3 separate regions of the Mus musculus genome follow, and regions 2 and 3 are each linked to region 1. The links are chromatin contacts, called in public Hi-C and HiChIP or PLAC-seq maps. All regions are on one chromosome and are shown on one strand. The core of a region is the stretch at or near the end of the contact, and the rest is flanking DNA. Distances in the headings are between cores, read along the strand shown. Region 1 has its middle 65 kb from the start of 4930449C09Rik. Region 2 has its middle 73 kb from the start of Gm30159. Region 3 has its middle 77 kb from the start of Gm41335.

Evidence for each region. Hi-C and Micro-C count contacts between places; a contact is called where the count stands out from the background. HiChIP or PLAC-seq counts read pairs in DNA pulled down with a chosen protein or histone mark.
Region 2: a contact with region 1 is called in a Hi-C map of the N1E-115 cell line, with 7 times the contacts expected there. The contact joins two enhancer-like sites. A contact is called at or near these places in 2 of 484 Hi-C or Micro-C datasets (the N1E-115 cell line and bone marrow-derived macrophages) and 2 of 115 datasets of contacts at active chromatin or transcription factors (acute myeloid leukemia and large pre-B cells).
Region 3: a contact with region 1 is called in an H3K4me3 HiChIP or PLAC-seq map of the SCID.adh cell line, with 5 times the contacts expected there. The contact joins two enhancer-like sites. A contact is called at or near these places in 1 of 15 datasets of contacts at CTCF or cohesin (large pre-B cells), 2 of 484 Hi-C or Micro-C datasets (the G1E-ER4 cell line and Th1 cells) and 5 of 115 datasets of contacts at active chromatin or transcription factors (DN3 thymocytes, the SCID.adh cell line, acute myeloid leukemia and 2 more).

The regions. Positions count from the first base shown.
Region 1 is chr15:63,650,682-63,655,103 of GRCm38.p6, forward strand. No RefSeq gene overlaps it. Among named protein-coding and RNA genes, the nearest start is that of 4930449C09Rik, 65 kb to the right of the region's middle. Within about 2 kb of position 2,065, at least 38 of the 459 cell types and tissues checked have an H3K27ac peak or open chromatin away from gene starts, as enhancers often do. A contact at or near this core is called in the N1E-115 cell line and the SCID.adh cell line, where this site is marked.
Region 2 is chr15:63,216,112-63,220,533 of GRCm38.p6, forward strand. No RefSeq gene overlaps it. Among named protein-coding and RNA genes, the nearest start is that of Gm30159, 73 kb to the left of the region's middle. Within about 2 kb of position 2,495, at least 3 of the 459 cell types and tissues checked have an H3K27ac peak or open chromatin away from gene starts, as enhancers often do. A contact at or near this core is called in the N1E-115 cell line, where this site is marked.
Region 3 is chr15:63,277,377-63,281,798 of GRCm38.p6, forward strand. No RefSeq gene overlaps it. Among named protein-coding and RNA genes, the nearest start is that of Gm41335, 77 kb to the right of the region's middle. Within about 2 kb of position 2,680, at least 10 of the 459 cell types and tissues checked have an H3K27ac peak or open chromatin away from gene starts, as enhancers often do. A contact at or near this core is called in the SCID.adh cell line, where this site is marked.

The DNA of each region.
Region 1 (4,422 bases), core at 815-3,314:
GGGGGCAATTTATTAGATCACACTGCTTTTGTCTTCGTTTGTTCATCCGTGCATTCATTCACAGAGAAGGACAGAGCTTGGCATCTGTGAGGCTAAGTGTTTAGAAGATCTAAATGCAACTTACCTACCTGCCATGCCCAGAGGGAGCTCACAAAATCAAATCCTGATCATGTTGAGGGAAGCATGTGTGGTGAGGAGGTGCGTTTTCTGAGCCTCGGTTTCCTTGTTTGCAACAAAAGGACATAGTACTTACGTGTTGTCTGGTACACTGCACAAATGTGAAAAATGCTACTAGTCCATAAGGCTAAAGAGCATAATTTTAAGGCCTGGCTACCAGCTCCTATCATGTGTGCTCAAGGATGTGAACTCTTATAAAGAGGATTTTTTTTCTGGGAGAAATATGAAAGAAGGAATTGGTTTTCCTTGCCATGTACAACTGAGAACAAAAGTGGGAGGAAGGGAAGAAACAGGCGCACTTGCTGGGCTGTTCACCATCATCAATGCATATAAGAAACATCAAGGTGAGAACAAACAAGGTACTGCTGTGTGACGGGAGGCAGAAGTCAGCCACGGGAAGAGTCTGCCAATAGGGCTACGCATTAGCTACAAAGGGAAATTCAGAGCCTTGGCAGCAGAGAAGCCTGGCAGAAAGGACCTTAGGCAAATAGCTCACATCACCAGTAATGAGGGAAGCTGGCATTATGTGTATCCACCATAGTGCTTGAAAAGACACAGTAGCCCTTCCACGATGCTGGGGCTAGAAATGCGGGAGTTGAATCTGATCACAAGGCATCGTGGGGAAAACTGGCTTGAGGAAGAGTCTACAACATACCTCAATCTGTGTCCTTCCAAGGTAGTATTGTCGCAAAAGACAGGAAGCTTTTCTGAGCTTAAGGAGGCTAACGAAACTCAAGTTTAATGTGGGACTCAGCTCCTCATTTTGGCATGATTTGTGATTGGGACATTAGTAAAACTCACATGAAATTCACAGATTAAAGGAACAACTTACCTCGCTTTAATGGCTTAATTGGTTGCAATCCAAGAATTGAATGAATATATATATATATATATATATATATATATGTGTGTGTGTGTGTGTGTGTGTGTGTATATACATATATATACATGTGTATATATATATATATATATATATATATATATGTATGTATATACACACACACTTTTGGCACTATGTCTAAAATATATTTTATATATGATATATACATATATGCCATATATAGACACATATGTATATGATACACATTTTTAAAAAACTTGGTCAGTTGCATTGGGAAAATTACTTATACTGTCCTCTTGGTTTTATATTGTCAGTATCAACAAAAGGGGTATGGTGTAGAAACCCCTAACCCCCACTCTGACACACACACACACATCAAAGACCAGCACAAAGCATACCAGAGTGTGAGGCCTGAGCTGAGTTTCTGTAAACCCATATATGCCATATGTGTCTCACACCTTTCTCATTTATCTTCAAGGCTTCCAGTGTCCATGATAAGATGGCAATGATGCAACATGGACTCATTTACTCATTGATGCCGTCCCATAACGACCCATCCACACTAGCTAGGGCTTTTAAGATGTACCCCCTAGGACCCACATTCCACATCTCATCTTCATTCCTGACAGTACAGCAGAATATCCCCGCTACTGCTACACACCATGCTACCACAGGTCGATCATGAACAAGCCAGAAGACAGTTTGGCCCCTCGAACTATCAAACTCTTTGTTGACCTGGACTCTTCTTGTGAAATTTAGGTCACAGGGTCAGCACCTATCTGTCCTACATGCCAGACCAGGGACCCAGATTGTCTGTGGCACCTACACAAAGCACAGATAAAAACAAAATCAATCTAGATCAGACTGCTGCCATTTTGGAAATTCATGGGCTGGACCATCCCAGTGAACGGACACAATGTTGTCCTCCACACCCAAATGGACCCAAGAACTAAATTAGAAAATGGAGACAAAAAGTTGTTTCCTCCTCTTAGCCGATTAGGACAATCTAAGGAAAGTGCAAGAGCGCCCCCTGCTGCCAGTATTTGGAATTGTTTGATTCACCCTGAACATAGTTCAGCTTCAAGATGTGCAGCCTGGAGGCTTGAAATCAAGCCTCCTGCTCCCAGTGCGCACATTTTTCAAACACTACGCACACAGCTGCCCTTAAGCCAGTACTTAAGACTTCACCTGCATTATCTCGCTTCATCCCTTGAACAGTCTCAGGGCCTGGCAGAACAGCTACCATTGTGGCCTCTAACAGACAATTTAAAACCAGCCATGTAAGATGGTGTATAAAGTTGCTTACTCAAGGTCAGAGAGACTCTTTTTTTTTTTAAAGTAGCTCCATCTTTAAAATATGACATTCCTCCAAAGGATCTCTTCTAAATCCCCTTGCATACATAACAACCTAAGCTATATGCTGTATCTCCTAGGTGCACAGGACTGGGGAGTGAGAATGGGGTTCAAAAGCAATCCAATGATGTGTGCCTTTGTAAATCTATACATTCGTTAATGCTGTTATTTTCTCCCATGAATTAACAATTTTTACTCTTCTCTTGCTAACATGTACCAGGATAGAAATGAGTATGGTATATGTGTGTCTTTGTAAATCTATACATTCATTAATGCTGTTATTTTCTCCATGAATTAACAATTTTTACTCTTCTCTTGCTAACATGTACCAGGATAGAAATGAGTATGGTATATGTGTGTCTTTGTAAATCTATACATTCATTAATGTTGTTATTTTCTCCATGAATTAACAATTTTTACTCTTCTCTTGCTAACATGTACCAGGATAGAAATGAGTATGGTATATGTGTGTCTTTGTAAATCTATACATTCATTAATGCTGTTATTTTCTCCCATGAATTAACAATTTTTACTCTTCTCTTGCTAACATGTGCCAGGATAGAAATGAGTATGGTATCCGAATAAAAACTTCTGGATTACAAAGCGCATAGATCCTACTCCAAGGGGTTAAGGTTCTCAAGTGGGAAACAGAGAAATCCAGTGTGATAAAAGAGCTTCTCTTCAGGGACCAGTGGCTATGAAGAGTAAGATAAAAAGTCCTATAAGCGTTTGTACCAACTGAACGATCGTTTCCTCAGAGAAACTATAAAGCTATCCTCAGCCTTCCTCGTAATGTTGACATACAAGAGTGTGTTTCTCTGTTGAATATACAATGAAATACTGTTTGTTCAAATTTGTGTTCTTTCCGCTGGACCCTCAAATGGCAATTGAGAAATGGAGACAGATTTTGTTTTCCCAAGGTGGCCTGGTACAACTCCCAAAATGGAACTTTGTGTCGTTAGAACAGTTGAGAGGATCGTAGAAAGATGGACCCAAATATCAGCCAGAGAATTAGACCAGAAAATGGAACCAAAGTACCTGTCAGTCCAAGGATGTAGTGGCACTACGTGTACACCAACTGGGAATGTTGTGGTCCCAGGGGAATTAATATGAGAACCTATGATTACACACACGTGGCTCTTCTCAAGGGGGGTCTGGGATTGGTGGGAAACAATGGGTTTTCATGTCTAATAGTCTGAGTCCACAGTGGGAGACAGCTATTTCCCTAATCTTCCTGAGGTCATCTTTCTGCCTAAGGGTCATCTTTCCAGGTCAGATGATAGCTAAACTTGCCATCCCTTCAACATCAAGAACATAGAGTTTCAAAGGGTGAATTGCTGGGAGAAAAGGAAAAGTCAGGAAGACCAAAGGGAGACATTCAAGAGCTGGCATGCCACAGTCCCACACTTTTCTCAAATCCAGACTGTTCAATATCAAATTGTTGGCAGGCGGTTTGCATGGACTCTGCTCTGTGATAGCTGGGTACTACGTGAAAGAAAATGTCACTCTGTTGTGATGGGTTTAGACATCATGAAAGTTCAGAATACATAGACTCCAGGGAGTCTAAAGCTATCAGATACTGGTACTAGAACAAGGGAACGTACTGATGCGTATCTTAGGAGAAGACATGCATTGATCAGTTCAGTTTTAAAAGTGAATTTGAAAGAAATAGAAAAGGCACCATTCTTGCAATTTGAACATCAAGATTCAACCTCAAGTCTACTGTTCACTTATGTTGTGATCTTGAGCAAGATAGCAAATGTCTCAGACCCAAAACTGTCATCAGTAAAGTGTGCACAATGTTAGATGCAACTAGTTCCGGTTTGTCATACAATCCTGGTAAGACAGCTGTCATTACCCCATAGTTCACAGCAGAGGAAACTGATGCTCAATAGGTTAAATGAACTTCCAAGGTCAAAAAGCTGGTAAGTCAGAGCCCAGCTACAAAGCCAGGCACTGTCATGGGTCTTTCACATCCCTTGCTCATACTAACATGCTGGCCTTAATACTATTTACTGAAGACATTGGAGAGATGAAGCAGTAAGGGTGGT
Region 2 (4,422 bases), core at 1,245-3,744, 430 kb before region 1:
TCAGTGAAAAGTAAAGATACCAAATATCAAAAATTAAGTATGAAATAGTGCTACAAAATTATAGCCCTCGACAGTTGGGACCACTTCTAGCCTGTGGGTATAGATGTTGAGTAATTTATCCAATCATCTCATTCGAGTGCTTGAACTCTAAAGAATCTATGCCAGTGCGTCAATGTTCTTCCCTCCGTGGCCTGACAATTCCTCCTGGAATGGTAGCATTACACTCTAAATGAGGTGCTAAGGCAGTTTTTCCTTACAAGATGAAAAGTGGTGGTCATAGAACTGGCCCATCTCTGGGAGCAGACATCCTTCCCAGTCTCATTTCTCTGAGTTGCCAAATTCATGAAATGTGTGCATGCCCAATACAGAGAAAATGAATAAAATTGTCTCCCTAAATCTCATCTACTCCTCTCATTTTTCCTGTTTGCCTCTTGGGAAACTGACAGGTTTATAATATAATTGTTCAAACTTCCTTTTTGGATTAGGGAATATAAAAATTCTGGCTTATTGATGCCAATAAATGGAAGTATGTCCTCACTGCTGAAAAGATTAATTTTGGGGAAAAAAAGTAGCTAAAACTTATACTCATGTACAGATGAGAGCTCTTCCTTTTAGCTGCCTTTAATACCCCACCACTTTTCTAACATATTCCCCGTAGCTTCCTATTTCACTGGGTTTCTTGGCCAAGAAATTTCAACTTCAAAAACTTAGATGACCTCAATTCCCTCCTGTTTCCTCTTGATTTCACCTCTGCATTAGCTCCAAGCCCACTCACTCTTCCATTAGAGCTTTATAGAATATCCAAGGGACAGCACAGTATGATGGAAATGACATCTGATTGAGGAAGGGTTGGCTTGAGTTCATATTCTGGAGTTCATATCTGTATTCTGATAATACAAATTCATATTTGTTAACTATGTTGTCCAGGTGCAGATTTTTATAAATCTTTGTCTGTAGCTGGTTAAAGCTATACAAACTGGTAACAACTTCAATTGGTCAAAAAAACATCTTTTAAACAGTATTATTGCATAGATGACAAATTAAAACTATATATGTTTGTGCTTTACTGTTTGTTTATATACACATATAGACTCTGAAGAGATTATCACATCAAGGTTATTGTGACCAAAATCCTTTGAAAACAGAGACCTGTACACATTGATTACTGTACTCCTTCCTTCCATCAAATGCCCTAAAAGCAGAACTATTTTACAGAAGGTTGAGCACAAATGTACCTTCAGATAATGTTGATTTTATACCCTCTAGAAATGTTTGCAGATAAGAAAATTGTACTGATCTTGGAAGTTATGGGACAAAATTTAGCAAAACAGAAGCTGTGAAAATCTGGTGTCTCCCTCTTCTCCGGATCATCCTTGGGAGTAAACCATCTTTATGAAGATGATTATGTATTGTGATTACTGAATGTCCTACAACAAAATAGCAATGGCCGTGGATTGGTAAAGGGCACAAAGATAAACCACTCAGAAGAGGGCCTATTGTATGTGAACAACCAGTTATATAGTGGAAGCCTATTGGCTTCCACTGTATGGTTAGCATATTACCCCAAATTGAATAATGAAGGTGTCTAGGCAGATGAAACATGTTGGAAACGACATGTAAAGTGTAGACTCTTGTCTGCTAGTCAGCTACCAGCTACTAGGGTCACCTTAAAACTCAGTATTCTGACTTCAGGAACATGTGCCATGCTTCTTCTTTAGAAGCATCCTATGCCAAGCAGGCCGGCATGCTTACATTTTTTCCTACAACTGCACAAGTCCAAGCAAGGGTCCCCATGCAATTTTTAGAAACTATACTAAACTACACCAAATTGTCTCAAATCGAGAGGAAAAAGTATTCCTGGGATACCCTAAAAGATGGAGACTCACCATGTAGCTTAGGCCTTAGCTTTGAACTCGGGCAGCAATGCAACTTTATCAGAGTTGCTTCTAAATACTATGTTTCTGACATCAGAGCACTTGATACTAAAGTGGCATGAGTAGCCAGAAGCTGGATGGAAGACAGGTGAGAGTTTGTACTTTCCATGTCATTTTAATGTACTTCTGCATGGAGGCCCTCAAAGGCACCTGCATTTCTGAGAAGTCAGCTTTTCTGAACTTCAGTTATCTCATGCATTAACATCAGAAAATCTATTAAAAATCCATGTAATTAACAAATGGCAGCAAAAAAAAAATAATTTACATGACATTGTCTAGATTTTCCTTTGTTAACTCTACCTATCACCTTGTATTCATCCATGAGCAAGGTAAGATTAGAGTCATTATCTGGTTTTGGGTAGACTACACTCTTACTGTGGATTCCAGGTGAGCTTGAATGAAAAGTCAAGTGAAAATACAAAGAACATCATAGAAAAAGACATAAGGCCATTGCTAACTATGTGTGAAATTATTTTATCAAGCTGTGTTTTCACAACTCACAGCTGTGCCTGGCTCTCTGGGAGCCACAGTTGCTTTAAGTAGCTACCTAGGGGTCCATAAAATGTTTAAGAGCTTTGTCCAGTCCCACACAGAGAGCTGTAAAACTTTAAATGTACTTTACCCTAACCTCAGGTTTCAATTGAGCATCTAAGAAAGGATTCAGTTTAGTATCTTTAAGGGATTAAGGCACCTTCAGGGGAATCCATAGGAGTCCCAGAGCCTTTGTAGAGAAAAATAGACAGGCCTCATTTCATAATTAAGGAGATAGATGCTCCAATGTGATCTTCTACTGACATCCGCTGTCTGGGCATGGTGCCAATACATCTCTTACTTGGAGAATAGGAATTGACACCACACTAGCTTCCTGTAGAGGATCACGTAGCATCATCCCTTATAGACCCCATGCAGAAAAGAAATCTTGAGTAACTAATTCACATTGTTGAATGGATCTGACAATGTGCCCATAAAATCTACCAGGATCCACTAGAACTACAAACTATGCCAGTCTCCTCAAAAGATGATATTGCCAGCAAATAAGTAAATATATTTTAGAAATGAACAATAAAAATGTAGCTTTCTGAGTTATTTTAATTATTTCCTTTTTTTGTAGAGGAGATAACAAACTCAAAAGAGATTATTAAAATGTTCACACATGCCTGGCTAATAAGCAGCAAAGTCCAGTTTCTGGGTTGAATATTAAAAACATTTATTTCACTACTAAAATCTTATTTTCTAGTTATGGATAGCCCAGTGACTGGCCAGTCACTTAGTCATTATTCTCAGAGCATTAAATGATATATTTATCAATTCCTTACCACCATATTTACATAATAATAATAATAATTAATAAGTGTTCCCTCGATATTTTAAGTAGTTTTTCCAAAGTTATATAGCTAATGATATATCCTAGTTAATGGGTCCTTTTCAACATTATGTGTTGCTACTGATGGATAGATTAGAATGTGTTGCCTTTGTGCGCAACAACTTTGCCATTTCAGCAAAGGTCTGGGTACTTTGAAATGTGTATGTGAGTTGTCTAAGAGAAAAAGAGAATCCAAATAACTGGTCATGCCTGAGGAAGCAAAGTATTCTTGGCACCCAGGAGCATCCTGATTTGCTCTGACAGATGCGTGAATGATTCTAAGGGTACATGTTGCATCTGAATTTTACTTCTGTGGTCTCAGAACTCATTGCATAAGTGAGGTGGATGACTGTGAGGAGCCAAAAACCAAAGCAAGTTATAGGATGGATAGAAGGTCATAGGGAAGTACAAAGAAGGTTCCTGGTGCTGAGGGCAGGAAGGACAGAGATGGGCTAGAAAACAGGGGGAAAGAAAACAAGGGAGTATGAGAAGATACATAGGTTGCCCTCAGAAAATGTCTCCAGTGATATCTAGAAGGAAAAAATAAAATACCCCAGATGCAGGCCAGGCCAGCAGTATTCAATCCAGAATAAAGAACTCAAAGACAAGCTGAGTGTTGCAGAGTGTCTAATGGGTTGTGTCTCTGATTTTAACAGCAAAATCAAAATAAAGAGCATCTCACATTTCAAAAAAGAATATTTAAAATAAGCAGTGTCCTGGGTTTTATCTGAACTCTTCTCTTTCATCTTTTCCTTTTGGCTTCAGTACACATGAAGCATAGGAATCTCAAGATAAATTTAAAACCACAAAACATGTCCCCTGAAACATGTAAGAGTATACTCTGATTTACTTGAATTGAAACCGTTACATTTTCAGCTAGCTTCTCATTAGAGTGTTCATGAGGATGGTTTGTTTCGTGAAGTTGCCTGCCAGTTTGACTTTATCTGGTTGTTAGGTTATGTTCGTGAATGATTCAAGTTTTATTTTGTGTTTATATTTGGAGCTTTTGCTCCCCAAAAAGAGGGAAGAAGGGAAAGAAAGAAGAAAGATAGGAAGAAGGGAGGGAGGGAGGGAGGGAGGGAGGTAGGGAGGAAGAAAAATACAATTTCAGGACTTTTCTTTTTC
Region 3 (4,422 bases), core at 1,430-3,929, 370 kb before region 1:
AAGGTATGGAATGATGAAGAAGCCTAACCCCTATCCTGGAGATTGGGTCTAGGGGAAAAACAGAGCATTGGTTACATTGAACATGCTGAGGAACACAGCCAGTTTCCTAGAAGCATAAGGCCGAGGGGCGCAGGCTGGCTGGAGTTACCCACAGAGCTGCATGACATCAGTGGCATGGGCATTAAGCTGTGGTCTGAAGCAGGGGCAGCATATTATCCGGTTGAGAATATGCGTGAACAAGGTGTGGAATTCTAAAGATAAGATGTTCACACAGGATCGAAGCCACCACAGGGATTTGTGTTTTGTGTTGATCATCAGGGAAGCCATTATTTTAAAGCTATGATCCCTCTGTTCAGGATTCTTCTATATAGACACTAAGCTCACTCCAATCCCTCTTTAATAAGCACATGACTGGTGCTCCTAGTCAGATATGAGAAAATTAGCTAATGCATATAGCCTGGGCATGTGTGTAGAAGAAACAGTAACAACAGTTGATATTTACTGAACATCCAGCATGTGCCATGCACCATTCTGATAGTTTTGCTGTCTTTTACCAATGCTATTCCCCTCCCAACACCTCTGTATTTTCCAGCTGAATAATTGGAGGCCCAAGGCTGACAAGGGAATTGCCCAAGAAGACGTTCTAATAAAGAGACAGGTGAATCACTATTGCCTAGTGATTCAAATAGTTATCAGATACCAGAGCCTGTGATATCAAACTGATTAACAGGGGAGATAACAGAGAAATGAAAATGACCAAAAATGACCAAAGAAACATCCAATGTTTGATTTCACAGTTTTTTTTTAAGAAGCACATAATGAAAGTGAAATTGCTCTATTAGTTATTGCTCATATAGGCTATGAGTTTATACTGGGTTGTATCATTGGACATGAATTTTAGAAGGCTCATTGGGTAGTTACCACTTAACTAAGATGTAGAATAAAATTCCTCAGTATGCTGAAAAAACTTTAACAATTATTACTTAAGCAAAGTTGTATTTTGCAGATGAACCTCAAAGTTCATTTCAAACATCTGTCTCTTCATTATTTATCCCTAACAGCAAAGGATGTGCTACACAGACAGCAACTGAAGAGATCAAGCCTGGAACTTTTTATCACAAATACATAATATAATCCTTGAAGATTGAAGAGGGGGAATTATTATTATTTTTTGCTCCTAAGTAACAAGAATTCCATAAAGTGTATCAGCCATCTGTGGAATATATGAATCAATATTCACAAAAAAGACACAGGGTATACAATCATAAATAGATTTATCAATGACAGCCCCACTTTAGGAGAGCCTAAGATTGATATCCCATGTAATGTCAGTTCTTTAATCTCTATATGATTTGATGTCATCACTTACAGCTAAATTAATAAACTAACAATTAGTGACAATAACCAGCCCCAAAGTATATTTTACTTGGCTCTCTATTTCTAGACTGAGTGGATGGTATTCTTTAACAGAATAAAAAGCATAAATACTTAGAGATTTCTACAAAATCTATTTTCAAGAAACTCATATTATATAAAGATTCTACCAACACCCAAAGCCCAGGTTTCTATAGCTAGAGAATGGGGCTATTTATAAATTCACATGACCCTCAGGATCAGAATCTCTGCATCTCATTCTCCATGGAACACAAAAGAAAATTCACCCTCTAGCATCTCATAATCCCCTATAGTAACAATTCACTGTAGCTGACTCAAAGGTACAAAATTTTAGATGAGACAGTTTGTTTTAGCATGAACATAATCTGTGTTGCCCAAGTTATCAGTTTAGCCAGGTTTTATTTTTCAACAATTATTTGAAGCATTAGGAAGAATGGCACCTAATACTCACATACTCTGTAACACCTTTTAAATGGAAATATACTGAATTATCACTATGTTAAAATTAATGATTAACTATGGATAATTCATATACAAAACATTGGAAAACTAGTGTTTATGTTTTAGTATTTAGCATTTTCTATTTGTGATTCTGTTTAGTTCTTTTAGTAATATCTAATATAAATCAACGCCTCAGAAGAGTTTCTACGTCATCAATATGATTAATGCAAGGAATTGCTCATGAACTACCTGATTCCCTGGAGTGAGATTCAAATACTCCTGCAACGTATGAGGAATGTTTTTGTTTCTTATTATTAATATTCAAAGAATAAGCCATTAACTAGATTAATAACAAAGAGAGAAGCTCTTTAAACAAAATGCTTTGTGTATGTGCAAATGAATAAAACTGCATTCAGCCACTGGAAGACATAGATTCTGTGAAGAACCAGTGTAATTAAATATTATCCTGAGATATAAAAAATAAAAAGCATAGCTGGTTAAATTAAGTTTTTACGGGTATCATTACAAATTAAGCCAGCATCTTTTGTTAAACATAATGCATTTCCCAGGCAAATTAGCATGGCAAGGGTTTCACATGTTTCGCCACCTGGCCAATGCTTATCTTCATCTGTCAAAATCCACATCAAGGAGTTTCCATGAAGCCTTTCAACAAAGCTCCAATTCTCCTTTGTAGTTCCCTGTAACGGACCCAGTCTTTGGCTGTTGTTTTCATTTCACTAAATTTGATTAAAAATTACCTGCCAGTCTTTCCATTACAATGGTAAGCTATGAGATAACACACCACAGGGTAGTTTCACACAGCCACTGGAATGTCTGATCTATGGGGTCACAAAGTTCCAAGGCCCCACTGAAGCCATAGATGGATGAAAAGAAGAGTGGATGGAAGCTAAGTAGTGAAATACCAAACGGGCTTTGAGGGTACCACTAAAGCTGTAAAACATCATTGGAGGACATTATATGATGACTGAACAGCGATTCAGCACATGTTTCCTCTTCCAGAAAGGAAATAGAAAACAATAAGTAGACAGGAACTTTTTGAGGAGAGTGGTCATGCAGAAATGCTTGAACTTAGCAGGAAAGAGGCTGATTCAGATACTTGGGAAAGTAGCCTATAAAGAAGAAAATGTTTCTGAGGCAACTGCTATCAAGCTCTCCAGTTGAGGAGGAGACTTCACATGTGTAAGAGAAAGAATGAATAGGAGAGACTCAGAAAATGCTACCAAAATCCTAGCTACCGGAAAAATTTACAGTTGCCATAGATTTTCATACTGCTGAGAAGAGCAACCGAGAGTAACCATACAGCTTTGTTTTGGAGAAGATACTCATATCATTTAGGAAGTTCACAAACCCTCAGACCTTAGGATGCTACAACTGATGAAGACCCTAAGCTACTGTGACTGATTTTATCATGAGAATAAACTTATTTCTGAATTTGCACCACTCTTAGTGTCAGTAAACTCTGAATTATCACAATCTTTAGGATTTCAGCAGATTGCAAAAAGAGACTGGGTCCTTCTCAGAGCAAACACAACATATCAAACCCATAACCATAAGACAGGTTTTTATAAGAAAGCTGCTTAGCACAAAAACTGTCTTATAAAGGTGATAGCAAGAATGGTTCACTGGATATATAAATCTCAAAGTATGGTTTAAAAAGGGGGGGTGTGGTGTGTGGAAGAAAATACAAAGGGACACAATGCTCCCAGGGACATGGTAACTGGTTGTCAATAGACCAACAAAAATGATACCAAGGTAATGCATGAATAGTGGGAATGAGGACTCTTGCCTGACTGTGGACCCTTTTCCTCCTATTGCATTGCCTCCTCCAGCCTTGATATGAGGGTTTATGCCTAGTCTTATTGCATCTTTCTATACCATGTTCGGTTGATATTATTGGGAGGCCTATACTTTTCTGAAGGGAAACACAGAAACTGGATTTGGGGGAAGGGTGGGAATCACTGTGGGAAATGGAGAGGGGAGGCTGCCATCAGGATGTATTCTATGAGAGAGGAATAAAAAAAATAAGTTTTAAAAAGAATGATTACAAGGATCCAAGATGGTCGAAGAAAATACAATAGCTGCCACAGTGAGAAAAACAGCAAAGATTTTGAGAAAGACCCAAACAGAAACCTTCAAAATGAAGAGCACAATAAGTCAAATATAAAACACAGTGGAAAGTTCCGGACTAGAACAAACAGAAGAAAGGATACCACTTTGTAGAGAAAATTTGAAATCCCACAAAATGACAAACAAAAAAGAAAAACTAAGAGAATGATTGTAGCCCCAAAGAACTCTAGGGTTTGATTAAGTAAACAAGTGTTTTCCTATTTGGGAGGGCAGTACATGGAGAGGAGGAATATATGAGAGGTTAAAAAAACTTACACTTTGAGTTAATAGCTGTGGACAACTTCCATATTGAGAAAGATCTAAACATATAGAGGCCAAATGGCCATAGGACTCTAAATAGACTTGAGGTGAAAATGTCCTAATCTTGATATATCTTAGTCAAAGTCTCAAAATTACAAAAGAAAAAAAGAAAAAAAGAGAGAGAGAATTCTAAACTCT